2 separate regions of the Mus musculus genome follow, and region 2 is linked to region 1. The links are chromatin contacts, called in public Hi-C maps. All regions are on one chromosome and are shown on one strand. Each heading gives the region's core, a stretch centred on a gene start, on an enhancer-like site or on the middle of the called end of the contact. The rest is flanking DNA. Distances are from core to core; before and after follow the strand shown. Region 1 has its middle 110 kb from the start of Nfkbiz. Region 2 overlaps Nxpe3 (neurexophilin and PC-esterase domain family, member 3).

Region 1 (7,409 bases), core at 1,951-4,450:
GTATGCACTTCTTGGAGAAAGTATGGCGGAGGGTTTCCTAAGTGACTACAAGTGTTGCTTGGGATTCCATACATTTTTCCAAACTTCATTAGTCTACTTTCCATTGCTGTGACAAAATGCCTACAGCTGGATAACATATGAAGCAACTAGTTGTATTTAGCTCATAATTTTGAAGATTCAAAACCATCATGTTACCATAGGCTCAGTCCTGACAAGGGCCTCACTGGCTGAATCATATGGCACATTCCATCCTGGTAAGAGGGCAGGTGGGAGAGATATCAGAGTGAGAAGTGAGGTGGGAGACAACGGAGTGAGAAGAAACCAGTCTTAATCATTCATAGCCTTGAAAGTACTCCCTTGAGGAGTCCCGAAGTTTCCGTAGGACAGTGCTAATCCTTCTGATAGCAACATCCCCAGCAACCTAATAACCTTGAATTAAGTCCACCACTTAAGCACATCAGGTACCTCTCAATATCACCACACAGAGTACCACACTATCACATGAACCCAGGAAGACACTCAAACCACAGCATACCCTCAGATGTTCTCTTCCCAACCGTGTGACATCTGAATATAGAAGTAAAGAAAAATATCACATCAATTTCTCCAAATGATGTCCACACACAAGCTTGCTGCAGGTCAACTATCAGTGAACCCAATCCTTAAGGAATTGTTGTGTTGAGGGTAAAAGAGAATTGAAAATCCAGGAAAAAAAAAATCAAATGACCAGACTAACAAGCCTGGTCCTGATTTTCCTACACACTGGGCACCATTTAAAATAGAGGACAATTCCACTACCAAGAAATTTACTAACAGAGTGGTACTTGGATGTTTAATTAAAACTCCAAGTCATCACATAAATCAAACATTAAGTGATAAATCTGTGTATTGATGCTACAACTTTCTGAGTAACATAAATATATATAAACCCACTCTCCCTAGCTACAACCAGTCATCGATTCCTCCTTTCCCTGGCAGACAGGTAGGACCTGGACATTCCTGCACTCTGCTTCCTGGGAATTCAGAGCAAATAAGATCTTCAGTCTCCTCCCATGAATGTCTTAGCTTTGTTTTCATTGGATAGCTGACTCACCCTTTCTGTATAGTACCCACTAGTACAGAAAACATTAACCTTCTCTCCCCTGCCCCTCTTTCTCTCTTTTTCTCTTTCCCTCTCCCCTTCTCTCCCATTCTGACAGTTTCATGCATGTATATAATGAACACTAGTCATCCTACCACCTCATTACCTCTTGCCTCTAACCCTAGCAACTGGCTGTGTCATAACAAGAAGACATCTTTTGCTGCACACTCCTCTGGTGTTCTCATCATCATCATCCTCTTCCTCCTCTCCCTCCTCCTCCTTCTCTTTTTAACAAGGTCACACATCCTAGGTTGACCTCCAGCTTCCTATGTACTGAACATAGACTTGAACTCCTCATCTCCTTAGTTCTGGAATGACCAATGTGGACCACCATGCCCAGTTTATCCAGATCTTCCAATGAGATCCAGGGCTTCACATACTATATGCGTACTAAGCAAGCATTCTATCAGTCATCGGCCCCTAAAACCAAACTTTTGAGGAGCACCAACTACACCACAGATTTTCCTAACTACAACGCTGAAAAGGAAAAGAAAGGAAAAGGGAAGGAAAAGGGAAGGAAAGGGAAGGAAAAGGAAAGGAAAGGGAAAGGAAAAGGAAAAGGAAAGAAAAAGAGGAAAGGAAAAAAGGAAAGGAAAGGAAAGGAAAGGAAAGGAAAGGAAAGGAAAGGAAAGGAAAGGAAAGGAAAGGAAAGGAAAGGAAAGGAAAGGAAAGGAAAGGAAAGGAAAGGAAAGGAAAGGAAAGGAAAGTCATTATATAACTTACTAGGTAGCAATAGGCAACCACAAGTCACCTGCTGAGTCCTACTTTCTTGCTTACCGTGATTCTTTACCATGGGGGTGGGGTCTCAACACCTATATTTCCTTCATTGCGTAGGTCACTTTCTCATAAATCCTTTCAAACAGCCACTGTTTTTTTTGTCCCCCACTATCTCACCAAACAAATACTTCTATGGTTCAGCTGTGACTTTCTGTCTTGACTAATGACTTTTTTTGATCCACTCTTTCTTTTTCCTATCTAATCTCCCACATTAATGACGATGAATGTAGAAGGCTGTTACTATAACATTGCATTATAAACAATGCTAGGCAGAGAATCCACCCTGAGAAACTGAAGGGTATCACTGCTGCAGATGCTGCTGATTAAACAGAAAGGAAAGCTCTCTGAAAGCTGTTTACTTTTCCACCTGAGCAACAAATAGAGCATCTCAAGACTCAGTCATGTTTAGTCTGATTTGTAGCTGCTCTTAAAAGATAACATATAACAGGATTCTTCAGGGACTGCAAGAATGGCTCCATTGGCTACGAAAAAGCCACATGAACAGGTAGGCCTGAGTTTGCATTCCCAGCACTCATGTAAAAGCCAGACATAGACACCTGAACATGCCTGTAAATGTGTAGTGCTATATATGGATTTCTAGAGCATATTTATCCAGCCAGCCTATCCAAATTGATGAACTCTCTCTCTCTCTCTCTCTCTCTCTCTCTCTCTCTCTCTCTCTCTCTCTCTCTCACACACACACACACACACACACACACACACACAGAAGAGCCACATACACATACACACATAGATATTAAAAATTTATTAACTAATTATAATTTCCACTGCCTTTGTCTATCCATTTAAGTATTTCTGGTTAGAAGACTTTACCTGGAGTTATAATATTTAAGTTGTTTTATTCTTCTATTTATTTGTGTCTGCTATGTGTGTACAAGTGTCCGTAGAGGCCAGAATAGGACATTTGACACCTCCACACCCGTCCTCCCCCCCCCCCAGCAAGGGTTACAGGATGTTATGAACCTCCTAAAATGTTGAGTACTAAATTTAGGTCTTCTGGAAGAACAACAAGCACTCGTAACCACTAAGCTATCTCTCCAGCAACATAAAGTTAATTTTAAAGATAAAAATCAAGCTGTTCCTGTTCACTATTATATAACTTCTAGGAACCATGCAGTTGATAACCTCTAGTACCTGTCATTAACTCTAACACAAAGAGAGGGCCCTCGATATAGGATTCTCGAATGGATGGATGAGTGATGAACATGTGTCGTGGGAAGGAAGTAGTCAAACCTGTTTCCATGTGTTGCCCTTGAAAGCTCACCCATGACTTCAAACTCAGAGTAGATATGCTGCGTCTTGAATGGGCGCCCGACAGAGATGACTGGACATAGATCAGGACAAAATCCAGCGGTGATGACACACCTCCATGTTGTTTGGCTTCATTTTTCTTCTGCCTGTCACAACTCCCGGTCTTCCTCTCAGAACACATCCTGTCTTTCTTATTGAAACTATTATTCATAGTCAGAGTATCTGCAAGGAAAAACATAAACAACAGAGAAGGCTCTTAGTTCACATTCATTCTTCTTGAAGACAGCTAAGTCAGTCCTCCTTGCTCTCCCTCTTCAGCATGCATACACCAATCTGCATTCCTCCAATCTTAGGGAAATTGAGCCACCCTGCCATAGGGAAAATAAATATATCTTAATCTTGAATAGGATACCAAGGGGTAGGAAAACAAGTATGGCTTCAATTTGTTATACAGTAACAGCTTTATTTCCACTTCATAAACCCGGCCAACCTTGGAGAAACAACATATTCACAGAAATTAGCCCTGCTCCACAGAGGCAAGTCCAGACACTTTGGCAAAGTCTGAAGTATTATCAGTCTTAGCTTCTCAGTCCCAGTCTTAGGAAGAACCCATGTAGCAAAGCCATGGAGGACCTTGCATCTGTCCTGGGGGATACATTTGGAACAGAACCAATCCCAGATTCAAACAAGTAAGTCATGCTTTCAATTCAAAGCTCCATGTGTTGACCAGAGTCAGGGGTACAGTTAGCGTGAGAGTGAATGCTACACTATAGCTACCCCTTCTTCAAACTGTGTGGGTGAAACATAGATCTAGAATAAAAATTTGGAATAGGTTATAGGGCAGCATTTTTTAATACCTTTGATTCTATAGCATTTACGGCTTTTCCAAGTTCTGTAAGGGTAAGGCTGCCTGCTTGCTTCTTTTTTCCTTGGTCAACAGCATCCAGTGCATAGTCCATTGCCCTGCCCTCCAACTCAACTCTGTAGTCTAAAATGCTTCAATCCTCCAATCTGGCTATGTACTATAATAATGGTCCTGCTCTCCAACTCAACTATGAACTTTAATGATGTAGGATTTGTGTAGACATCTCCCACAAAAGATCAGTTAAGATGAAGACGCCCTGTTTCTGTTAAGCTATCGGGTCACCATCAGTTCAAGATCATCCAAGAATGAAAAACTAGAATGCTTCTATAGACCATATGCATCAGTAAAAGGCAGTATCTCCAGGCTTCCTGGAAAGACACAACTTACAGATTGCTGGTGGTACTTGTACAGCATCCCGTTGAACTGTTAAGAGACTGTAATAGGAAAAGATGGACCCATGATGAAAGTGAGATTGCCAGTGTTTGATTTAAATGGGACCTGATTATAGATAGATCTGCTGCTGGTCCCACGGTGGGGGTTGAGATGCCTCATCTATGAAGCACTCTCCATCTCACCTCCATCACTAAGCACTCTGCTTGTGGACTGGCCCTTTTGATCAGGTTCCCTTCTTCTTGAAATGAAACTTCATGGAGAATGTGGCACAAGGTAAAGAGAAAAGGATGACAATTGCCCCAGGATTCTAACTCACAGACATGTTGGGGAACATCCACATATCCACAGTACTATCAAGTCAGCATTTCTGTCCCTCAAATCTACTGTAGCCACATACAGCTTTGGCTTGCTCTTTTGTCTCTGCCACCGCTGAACTCTCTCAGAGCATGAGACGCTAGTGGGTTATAATTCATTTAAAAACAACAAGCCATCTGTGAAGGCAAAACTCACAGACTAGCTCCTGAGTAACAGGAATAGTAATTACTTAATAAAAGGAGGAAGATAGTCCATCCCTTACATCGACATTACTAACCTCCTACTAGCACTGAAGAAGGTCCTGTCATGGTATGGAAGTCATTCTTCACATGTCACCTGGTGTATGATAGCCATGAGGCAAAAGGAACAAGGTACTACATAGCTTGCAAGGAGATTCCCTGAAGATTCCCATCTCTGTGGCCAGTTTATATTTTTTTTTTCAGTTTATATTTTTTAATTTGGCTTTTATTTTTAAGGTAAACATGATCATTATTTTAATATATTTCATTTCATAATGTTTCTATACATATTTTCTAACCTATTCTTGATGCCTATACATAAAAATGAGGGTATAAGGCAGAACCCCAAAAAAAAAAATGGAACTCTTTTCTCTTTTTTTTTGATGGAATTTTTCCATTACTTTATATAAGAACTCATACTTGAGTAGATATTATCTCCCATTGGTTTTCTCTGCATAATATTCTCAGGAAAACCCTCACCAAAATTAAAAGTGTTATAACTTACCTAGAACTCAGAATTGGTCACTTTCAATGGACACATGCACAGGTCACTTCACCTACTGCTGTGACTGTAAACCTTTCAAGAAGCAACGCACAAGAGGAGGTTTTATCTGAGATTCTTGTTTGCAGAGACACTCTCTATCATGGTGGGAAAGGCCACATGGTGGGGATGGTTTGCACCTGTGGGCGCAGGAGCCTAACATTGTGTGTTCACATCTCCACAGATCAAGAAGCAGAGGAAGAAAACAAGAAGAGGAACTGGGCTATAAACCCACTCACCACAACCACTACACACTACCATCCGCCCCTCCATCACGACCCACCACCACCCCCAGGGAACGAATTCCTTTATCAAGGCTCCACATCCTAAACTTTCTACACCCAAAGGCAGTAGAAAACATCAAGGAAACTATTTTTCCCAGATACAAAATCCAACCACTAGTTGAAGGATGCTGAAGTAGGGAAAATTAGTTTTCTTTCGTGATGTGAGCCATGGTAAGCTAACTTCACAGCAGGAGAGAAAAAATTTCTAAGACTAGCCAGACAACCCATACTGGGGGGAATGAAAAAGGAGAAGGAAGAGAAAAAGGAGGAAGAGGAGGAGATAATCTCAAAATTGGATGGGAGAAAAGAGTAGAGAGAATGATAATAGGAGGAGTTGGGGGAGTCGGGTAGATATATTCAAAACACATTGAAAGAAATTCTCAAAATTTTTAAGTAAAATGTAGTCAAAGAGAGTTAAGTTTTCATACCCTGCCAAAATAGTTCCACCACCCGAGATCAAGTATTCCAACACATGAGCCTAGGGAAAGAGGGGATCGTACATTTAAACCAACTTAAAAAAAAAATGTTACCAGACCTACTTTTATTTATGTGCCCACTGCCAAACTACCTAGAATTTTTGAAAAGGAAAACAATAGTTTGTCTGCTTAACCTTGCGGAGAATGAAAAGCCTAGGTCCAAATAGGGACTGAGCATGCAAATCAAAACAACCAAGATTTTTGTGATGGCTACCACAATAACCACAGCATGGCTGAAGACGAGGCAAAATAATCAAGAAGCTGAGACCCCTGGTGGTCCTGTTTCTCAGTTTCCAGGGATGTCTGTTACCTAATGTAGACAAATATGATAAAACAGGAGATGGAAACCAGAGTTATAGCCAGGAAGAGTCAAGATAGACCCAACAAAAATATTTCCAGATATCCCAAGCAATGGTCCTGGCAGAAGTCGCTACTTACTGGAGGCTGCAGGGTCATGTTCTAGTGAACACAAAGAATTTTACATCTGGTTAGAAGCATTTGGCTGGGAGCATCTTTTATTCTTCTAAATCTGACCAAAGGAAGCGTCCAAGGTTCATTAAACACTTCCATGTCAGATATTCTACTTGGCTGATATTATTAGCGCTGTAGACATTTAATACATGCTTTGTTAACTGAATGTTTACATAAACTACTTTTGTTCTCAGCATTGTCTGTTAATGAAACAAAGATGTAGGAAAAAATATGTTTGATCTGGGAGTCATGGCCTCTAGTTTCTCCTCAACTCAGAGCCTCCTCTAGCTAGCTATATGACAACCAAATCATAAATTCTTCACTTCTAATAATCTAAATTTTTGACAAATTTAATGTCTTTTCCATCACTTGACACATTGGTTGAGCTCATGAAACAGCACTGTTTGATATGCACTAGGAACACACACATAAAAAAAGAACCTTTTAAAACGTTACAGCTCTGCACAATATTAATTTTTTATTAGTTAATATTCTAAATCTCATGTAAATATGGTGTTCTTGAGGCTTATGTTGGATCTACTTCATTTGTCTTTCATGGTAGGACATCCAGCAGTAGTTAGGTTAAGATCCAATGAGTATAATGAGAGTAGTGAAAGAACATTGACATGAGGAGG
Region 2 (7,409 bases), core at 1,539-4,038, 130 kb after region 1:
ACTGATGAGTAGTTTATCTTCTAAGACAGGGTCTGTAACTTCTGTTTTATGAGCGCATTTCAGGAACTACACATATCTTTTTGAAAATGCTGCCATTTCATATACCCAGAAGTTGTTCTAACTGGTAATAAGAACACATGCTCCACTATGTTCATAGCAGCCTTATTTATAATAGCCAGAAGCTGAAAAGAACCCAGATGTCCCTCAATAGAAGAATGGATACAGAAAATGTGGTACATTTACACAATGGAGTACTACTAAGCTATTAAAAACAATGGATTTATGAAATTTGGACAAATGGATGTATCTGGAAGATATCATCCTTAGTGAGGTAACCCAATCACAAAAGAAGTCATTAGATATGCACTCATTGATAAGTAGATATTAGCCCAGAAACATAGAACACCCAAGATACAATTTGCAAAACACAAGAAAATCAGGAAGAGGGAAGACCAACGGGTGGATACTTCATTCCTCCTTAGAATAGGGAACAAAACACCCATGAAAGGAGTTACAGAGACAAAGTTTAGAGCTAAGACGAAAGGATGGACTATCCAGAGAATACCCCACCCGGGGATACATCCCATAATCAGCCACCAAACCCAGACACTATTGCATATGCCAGCAAGATTTTGCTGAAGGGACCCTGGTATAGTTGTCTCATATGAGGCTATGCCAGTGCCTGGCAAATACAGAAGTGGATGCCTACAGTTATCTATAAGATGGAACACAGGGCCCCCAATGGAGAAGCTAGAGAAAGCACCCAAGGAGCTGAAGGGGTCTGCAACCCTATAGGTGGAACAACAATATGAACTAACCAGTACCCCCAGAGCTCATGTCTCTAGCTGCATATGTAGCAGAAGATGGCCTAGTCGGCCAACACAGGGAAGAGAGGCCCCTTGGTATTGCAAACTTTATATGCCCCGTACAGGGGAATGCCAGGGCCAAGAAGTGGGAGTGGGTGGGTAGGGGATCAGGGCGGTTGGGGGGGGGGGGGAGGAGGGTATAGGGGACTTTCGGGATAGCATTTGAAATGTACATAAAGAAAATATCTAATAAAAATAAATAAATAAATAAATAAATAAATAAATGAAAATGCTGCCATTTGCAATAACATGAATAGGCCCAGAAGGATGCCATGCTAAGTGAGATAAGCTCAGCATAGGAAGAAAAACACACCCCGGCGTCTCTTCTGTGTAGTAACTGTTAAGAGTTTAACACTCAAAGAGTAGAAACTCACCAAAAGCTAGGGACCTTGGGAAGCAAACAGGAGAAGTCAATCAAAGATACCTATGCTAATGAGGAAGGGCCAGGCTGTGAGACCTAGCACCCTGAGTTACACCTCGAGTCACAGCAGAGTGGCCATGGTTAATAATAACATACTTTAGACTCTCCCAAAGGCATCCCAAACGATGTCACTGCCCATAAATAAGTATATGAAGTTACAGATATGTAGTTAGCTTAATAAATCATTCTATCTACAGGTCCCAAGGTACCCTCTAAATACATGCACTTATTTATCAATTAAAACAAATTTTTAGCCCAAGAATGATAGCATATGTTTGTAATACCAGCACTTGGGAGGCTAAGGCAGGGGAATTACTGAGTTTAAAGCTTCCCAGGGCTACAGTGAGAGATCTCACCTCAAAATAGGTAAACAAATAATTTTTTTATTTTATTTTATTTTAATTTATTTATTTATTTTTTTGGTTTGTTCGAGACAGGGTTTCTCCGTGTAGCTCTGCCTGTCCTGGAACTCACTTTGTAGACCAGGCTGGCCTCGAACTCAGAAATCCGCCTGCCTCTGCCTCCCAAGTGCTGGGATTAAAGGCGTGCGCCACCACTGTCTGGCTAATTTTTTTTTTTTAGAAAGTAAAATAATCTAAATTATACTCCTGAATTTAAAAAAAAAAAAAAAGAAAAAGAAAAAAAGCAAATTCCTTGTTTTTCCAATAAGAAAAAAAAAAAAAAAAAGGTGGTTCTGTTTCTTATGACTATTAAGTTTACCCCATAGTGAAAACCTTATAAGAAAACTTGTCTAACATAAGAAATAACAAAGTTAAATGTGTGTGTGTGTGTGTGGGGGGGGGGGTGATGGCACATAGCCCGAGCCTTGCACCAGTAAGGCAGAGACAGATGTATCACTAGGATCATGAGGCCAGCCTGGTCTACACAGTGAATTCCAGGCTAGGCAGACAGTGATAGCATGTCTCAGATAAAAGAAAAAGAAAGCAAAGTGTGTGTTGGGGGCAGGAGGGGTCAGCAGCACAGATTAGAAATCTTTTCACTCCCTCCCCCTTAAGTTGTGTTTCATGGCCCAGTTCCTACAAAATCCACACACACCCGGGAAGCTGAGGCAGGAGGATTCCTCACAAGCAGAGGCAGGCTGATACATAAAGCAACCTGCAGGCTAGCAGGAGTACACAGCAAAGCTTGTCTCAAACTAATTGCATGCATAAAGACATTCAGACAGACAGACAGACAGACATACAGACAGACAGACATGCATACAAACACAGTAAATGTTGATACTGCAGTCCTGTTCGCACTTCCTTCCAAGTCTACTGTGCTCAATTCCCTTCCATGGGTGCCATAAATCAGCCAAGACTTACAGGCAATTCTGAAAAGGACACATCAGACTAGACTATTCCTCTATTCCCGTTAAGGGTTAAGGCGGGCTTCACTCTCTCCTCTCCGGCATGCCAAGCTTCTCCTCTAGACTCTTCCACTTGACTGACTCACTACTATGTTGCCTCCAGAGTTGAAGTGAATAAAAGTTCACACTATCGTTTACTTTTGATAAAGATCAGGCACCCACACAAGGCTTTATTTTATCAAATGAACATCTGTCTGTCAAGGGTCTTGTGGAAAATGAGCAAAACAATCCATGTGATCATTGCTATTAATGGAAATATCAAGCTACGTCATCAGAAATTATGAAGAGGCGACTGCAGAGGCCTGGAAGACCTGCGAGGTCAGCACCAAGGCTTTGCCAGCATCGCGCCACACACTGCTTCCTCCAACAGATTTGTAGTTTAGCCTTCACTAACTAGAACTCAATCATATCTGCTTCCATGAAAAAAGAAAAGCCAGAACTGACTTTCAACCTTTGGGGGTAAAAAAAATCAACTTCCTTTTCTTTTAAAAAAGTAAATTAAAGGGCTGGAGAGATGGCTCAGCCGTTAAGAGCACTGGCTGCTTGCTCTTCCAGAGGTCCTGAGTTCAATTCCCAGCAACTACATGGTGGCTCACAACCATCTGTAATGGGATCTGATGCCTTCTTCTGGTGTGTCTGAAGACAGCTACAGTGGACCCATAAATAAAATAAATAAATGTTTTTTAAAATGTTTAAAAAAAGTAAATTAGAAATGATGAAAAGAGCATCCTAAGCAACTCACACACAAAACAATGCGAGTTTATATTAGAATAAAATAAAGAAATAAATAACCTCTGTTTACAGGGCTGGAGGGATGGCTCAATGATAAAAGCAGTCACTGCTGTTCCAAAGATCCTGAGTTCAATTCCCAGCACCCACAAGGCAACTCATGATTGTCCGATGCCATTTTCTGGTGTGCAGACATACATGCCAAGTATTTGTATACATAAATAAATAAATCTTTTAAAAAATTAAAAATATTAAAAAAAAAAAAAGTCCCCACACAGGCTGAGGAGATGGCTCAGTCAATCAGTGCTTTCCATACAAGCACAGCGACCTGAGGCGAATCGGGAAGAAGCCGGAGGAGCCGGGGAGGCAGCGACAGCCAGGTCTCTCAGGCCAGTGAGAGGCTGTCTCGCAAAACGAGCTGGACAGAGCCTGAGAACAACACTCCAGGCTGACCTTGGCCTCCATACTCATTCCTTCACTCACGCCCACTTCCGCCCATACTCACATACACAAAAACACACAAATAGTTCCCACAACACCACCTGATCCTTAACAGGTAAGGACACACACTTAGGGAAAGAAGACCGTGCCTCCTGTGGCTGAGTGGTAGGACTCCAACCAGCACTGTCTTACTCTGGATCTGGAGGGTGGGTCTCAGAGTGAGGCTAAGAATGCTGGGCCTTGCCCACAGTCTCCAAACAGCAGCCATGTCTTTCTCAGTGAGAGGCCCCAGGGATGCCTTTGCTACAGATACACATTTGGCTGCTTCCTTCCAGTAAGCTCCTGTACAGACCTAGAATTGAGCCATACGGAACTGGGAAAGAGACAAGCGGCCGTGGCCGACAGTTTCTTGATCCAGAAGATTAGCGGTAAAGGACACCTGTGAGGTGGCACGGTGCCGCTCCGCTGTCTACTCTGACACAGAGAAGGAAGCACTGCGGAGTGCCTGCCTCGTCCAAGGTCAGAGAGAGTCAACGGTGTGAACCTCGTGACAACCTCCACCAAAGCAAGACTCTGCGGGCACCCTTTACTGAGAGATCGCCTCCTCACCTGACTCCTCTCGTCAGGCTCAAAAAATGAGTCTGTTCATTCCCAGTACGATTTCCCTCATACTGGGGACAGTCATGAAACCAGTAGCAGAGTACCCACCTGGAACAAATGCAGTGAGGTATTCAAACCACTGCCTGATTGTCGAGTCACCGAACAAATACACCATTTTTCCTTGCAAGCATTCCGTAATGTTGTCGGGGTCATTAAAGTGGCGCATCTTGAACCTCCTGGGCCTCCACTGGTTTTTGTAGAAATATCCGGAGGGAAAAATTCCTGAGCCTTGAGATACTTCTAAGTCATCAGTTTCTACAAAGAAAAAGGGGGGAGGGGGGAAGGGATCTATCATAAGATTCTGAAATTCATCTCCAAAAACAGATACAAAAATGTTTCCAAAAAAGAAAAAAGAGAGAGAGAGAGAGAGAGAGAGAGAGAGAGAGAACTATACCCACATATTTGCTAGCCTGGAAGCTTAAGAGACAGGACTTCCTGTTGTCATAGCTTGAAGAAATCCCAGGTTTTCCCCCCTACACACTAAAATGGGAAGATGAGAAGTGGATGGGGGGGGGGGGCGGTGGAGAGCACCGGGGGCAGCAAAGAACACTTCAGGCATTCCTGCTGTGTACGGGGGTGTTCAGTGAAGTTCAAAATAAAGAAAGGCAAAACCCAAGGAAACGCAAGCAAGCATCTACACAGTGTTATCTCAGAACGGAAGCAGTTTTTATCCCAATGCCTGAAAACCAAATGATAACTTAATCTCACATTAAGTTATACATATATATATACATACATACATATATATGCATGTATATACGTATATATTTAAGTTATATATGTGTATGTATATATGATATACACACGTATATACAAATTTTAACATGGCAATATTAACACAATGCCTCCTGCTCCATTAAATGTTCTAAATACAAATTTTAATTCAGAGAACCACCATTGTCAAATACAGAGAAGCAGTGCCATGTGATGGATGGATGGATGGATCATGCTCCACAAATGGTTCAGGTCTCTTGGAATCAGAGGCAGCACTAAAAAGCATCAGCAACAGTGAACTCACATTGTAGCTCAGCTACACATTGTAACACCACCTTTGGAGAGAGGCACTATCTCTCTGCCTTTACACCTCCCTTGGGAGATGCCACACTGGCCGCAACAAGGTTTCAAATCACATGGTAATAGCTAGTGTGCCTTACAAGTTAACTCTATTCTGGGCTCGCTCTGAGGAGCTCACACACATGATCTGATGTAGGCTCTCGCAACCTCCTTAAAGTTCCTATCAGTGCCCTGGCTGCTCAAAGCAGGCAGCTTAAGCAAGGGCCCTGAGCAGAGCTCATGAAGAGATGCCATCAGAACCAGAACCGAGCAGTTGAGCCCCACGCCCAGCTTCCAATTACCACTTCAGGGCATTTGAAAAGAAACGTGCTCAGAAAGGCCAGCCATTTCTTTCAGCTTTTCCCTGAGGACATAAAACTTATTCCTTTTCTAATAACTCAAATGTGTAATCTCCAAGTAACACCAATCATTTCGTGACACTTCCTTACACACCCCAGGGTTCGGCACCACTCACAATCCAGTCATTTCAGTCATCTGTGAAGCCACGATCGAATGCCAATGCTGTATGCCCTGGACATTTCAATCTAAGTTGGCCTAGTCGCGATGGTTTTCAAGTTATTTAACTCCTTAACACTCCCATGTTACTCAATCCAAATTGTTTGGTATTTCCAAATCTCACTTTTAAAATGCATATTTTCTAGCTTGTTTGTGTAAAGAAAAGGGGAAAATGTAATCTAGTCTGTTGTCTACCTCCAAAAACAGACGAAGACTATTCCCAGAAATACAACTATGCTTACACATATGCTGGTCTGCCAGCTTATGGATGGCATTTCCTGTTGTCATAGAGCAGCAACAGTGCCGGATTTCTCCTGACAGTGCATATTTAATTTTTTCCCCCTTAGGCATCTTTATTGGTACAGCGACTAAGCAGAAATGTAACTGGTATTTTGCAAAAGTTTTTTTTTTTTTTTTTTTTGGTTTTTCGAGACAGAGTTTCTCTGTATAGCCCTGGCTGTCCTGGAACTCACTCTGTAGACCAGGCTGGCCTCAAACTCAGAAATCTGCCTGCCTCTGCCTCCCGAGTGCTGGTATTAAAGGCGTGCACCACCACGCCCGGCAATCCTGCAAAAGTTTTAATTTGGCAAATATGATTAGAAAGACAAATACTAAACATTCATTTGACTTATTCGGGAGTAATTTCCTCGGCTAGAAATAGCAGGGTACACTCGGGAGGTACAGCTCCAAAACTCAGGAGGCTGAGGCAGGAGGATCGCTTGTTCTCAGAAGTTCAAGACCAACTTAGGCACACAGCATGACTCCATCTCAGAAGGATGCCAAAAGAATCCTGGTGAGAAAATAAAACCCCAACTGGATGTCAAGTGTTGCTTTGCCTCCAGCTAGCTCCCAACTCCTTTGTTTCATTATATTATTATTACATTCAGTGTGTACACATGTGCGCATGCGTGCCACAGAGAGAAAGAGTGTGTGTGTGTCTGTGTGTGTGTGTCTCTGTGTGTGTGTGTCTCTGTGTGTGTCTGTGTGTGTGTCTGTGTGTGTGTGTCTGTGTGTGTGTCTGTGTGTGTGTCTGTGTGTGTGTGTGTGTCTCTGTGTGTGTATGTCTCTGTGTGTGTCTGTGTGTGTGTCTGTGTCTCTGTGTGTGTGTGTCTGTGTGTGTGTGTGTCTGTGTTTCTGTGTGTGTGTGTCTGTGTATGTGTGTCTGTGTGTGTGTGAGTGTGTGTGTGTGTCTGTGTGTGTGTGTGTGTCTGTGTGTCTGTGTCTGTGTGTGTGTCTGTGTGTGTGTCTGTGTGTGTGTCTGTGTGTGTGTGTGTCTGTGTCTCTGTGTGTGTGTGTGTCTGTGTTTCTGTGTGTGTGTGTGTGTCTGTGTGTGTGTGTCTGTGTCTGTGTGTGT

The links. Hi-C and Micro-C count contacts between places; a contact is called where the count stands out from the background.
Region 2: a contact with region 1 is called in a Hi-C map of group 2 innate lymphoid cells, with 2.4 times the contacts expected there. The contact joins two enhancer-like sites. A contact is called at or near these places in 7 of 39 promoter capture datasets (the C10 cell line, embryonic stem cells, liver and 2 more), 1 of 15 datasets of contacts at CTCF or cohesin (large pre-B cells), 24 of 484 Hi-C or Micro-C datasets (CD8 T cells, the HPC-5 cell line, LSK cells and 15 more), 4 of 115 datasets of contacts at active chromatin or transcription factors (CD8 T cells, bone marrow-derived macrophages, kidney and 1 more) and 3 of 9 other capture datasets (adipose tissue, liver and pancreatic islet).

What each region holds. Positions count from the first base shown.
Region 1 is chr16:55,712,076-55,719,484 of GRCm38.p6, forward strand. No RefSeq gene overlaps it. Among named protein-coding and RNA genes, the nearest start is that of Nfkbiz, 110 kb to the right of the region's middle. Within about 2 kb of position 3,201, at least 4 of the 459 cell types and tissues checked have an H3K27ac peak or open chromatin away from gene starts, as enhancers often do. A contact at or near this core is called in group 2 innate lymphoid cells, where this site is marked.
Region 2 is chr16:55,845,078-55,852,486 of GRCm38.p6, forward strand. Nxpe3 (neurexophilin and PC-esterase domain family, member 3) reads right to left here. Exons shown (of 6, transcript NM_001134457.1): 5 at 4,535-4,741. Among named protein-coding and RNA genes, the nearest start is that of Nfkbiz, 27 kb to the left of the region's middle. Within about 2 kb of position 2,789, at least 4 of the 459 cell types and tissues checked have an H3K27ac peak or open chromatin away from gene starts, as enhancers often do. A contact at or near this core is called in group 2 innate lymphoid cells, where this site is marked.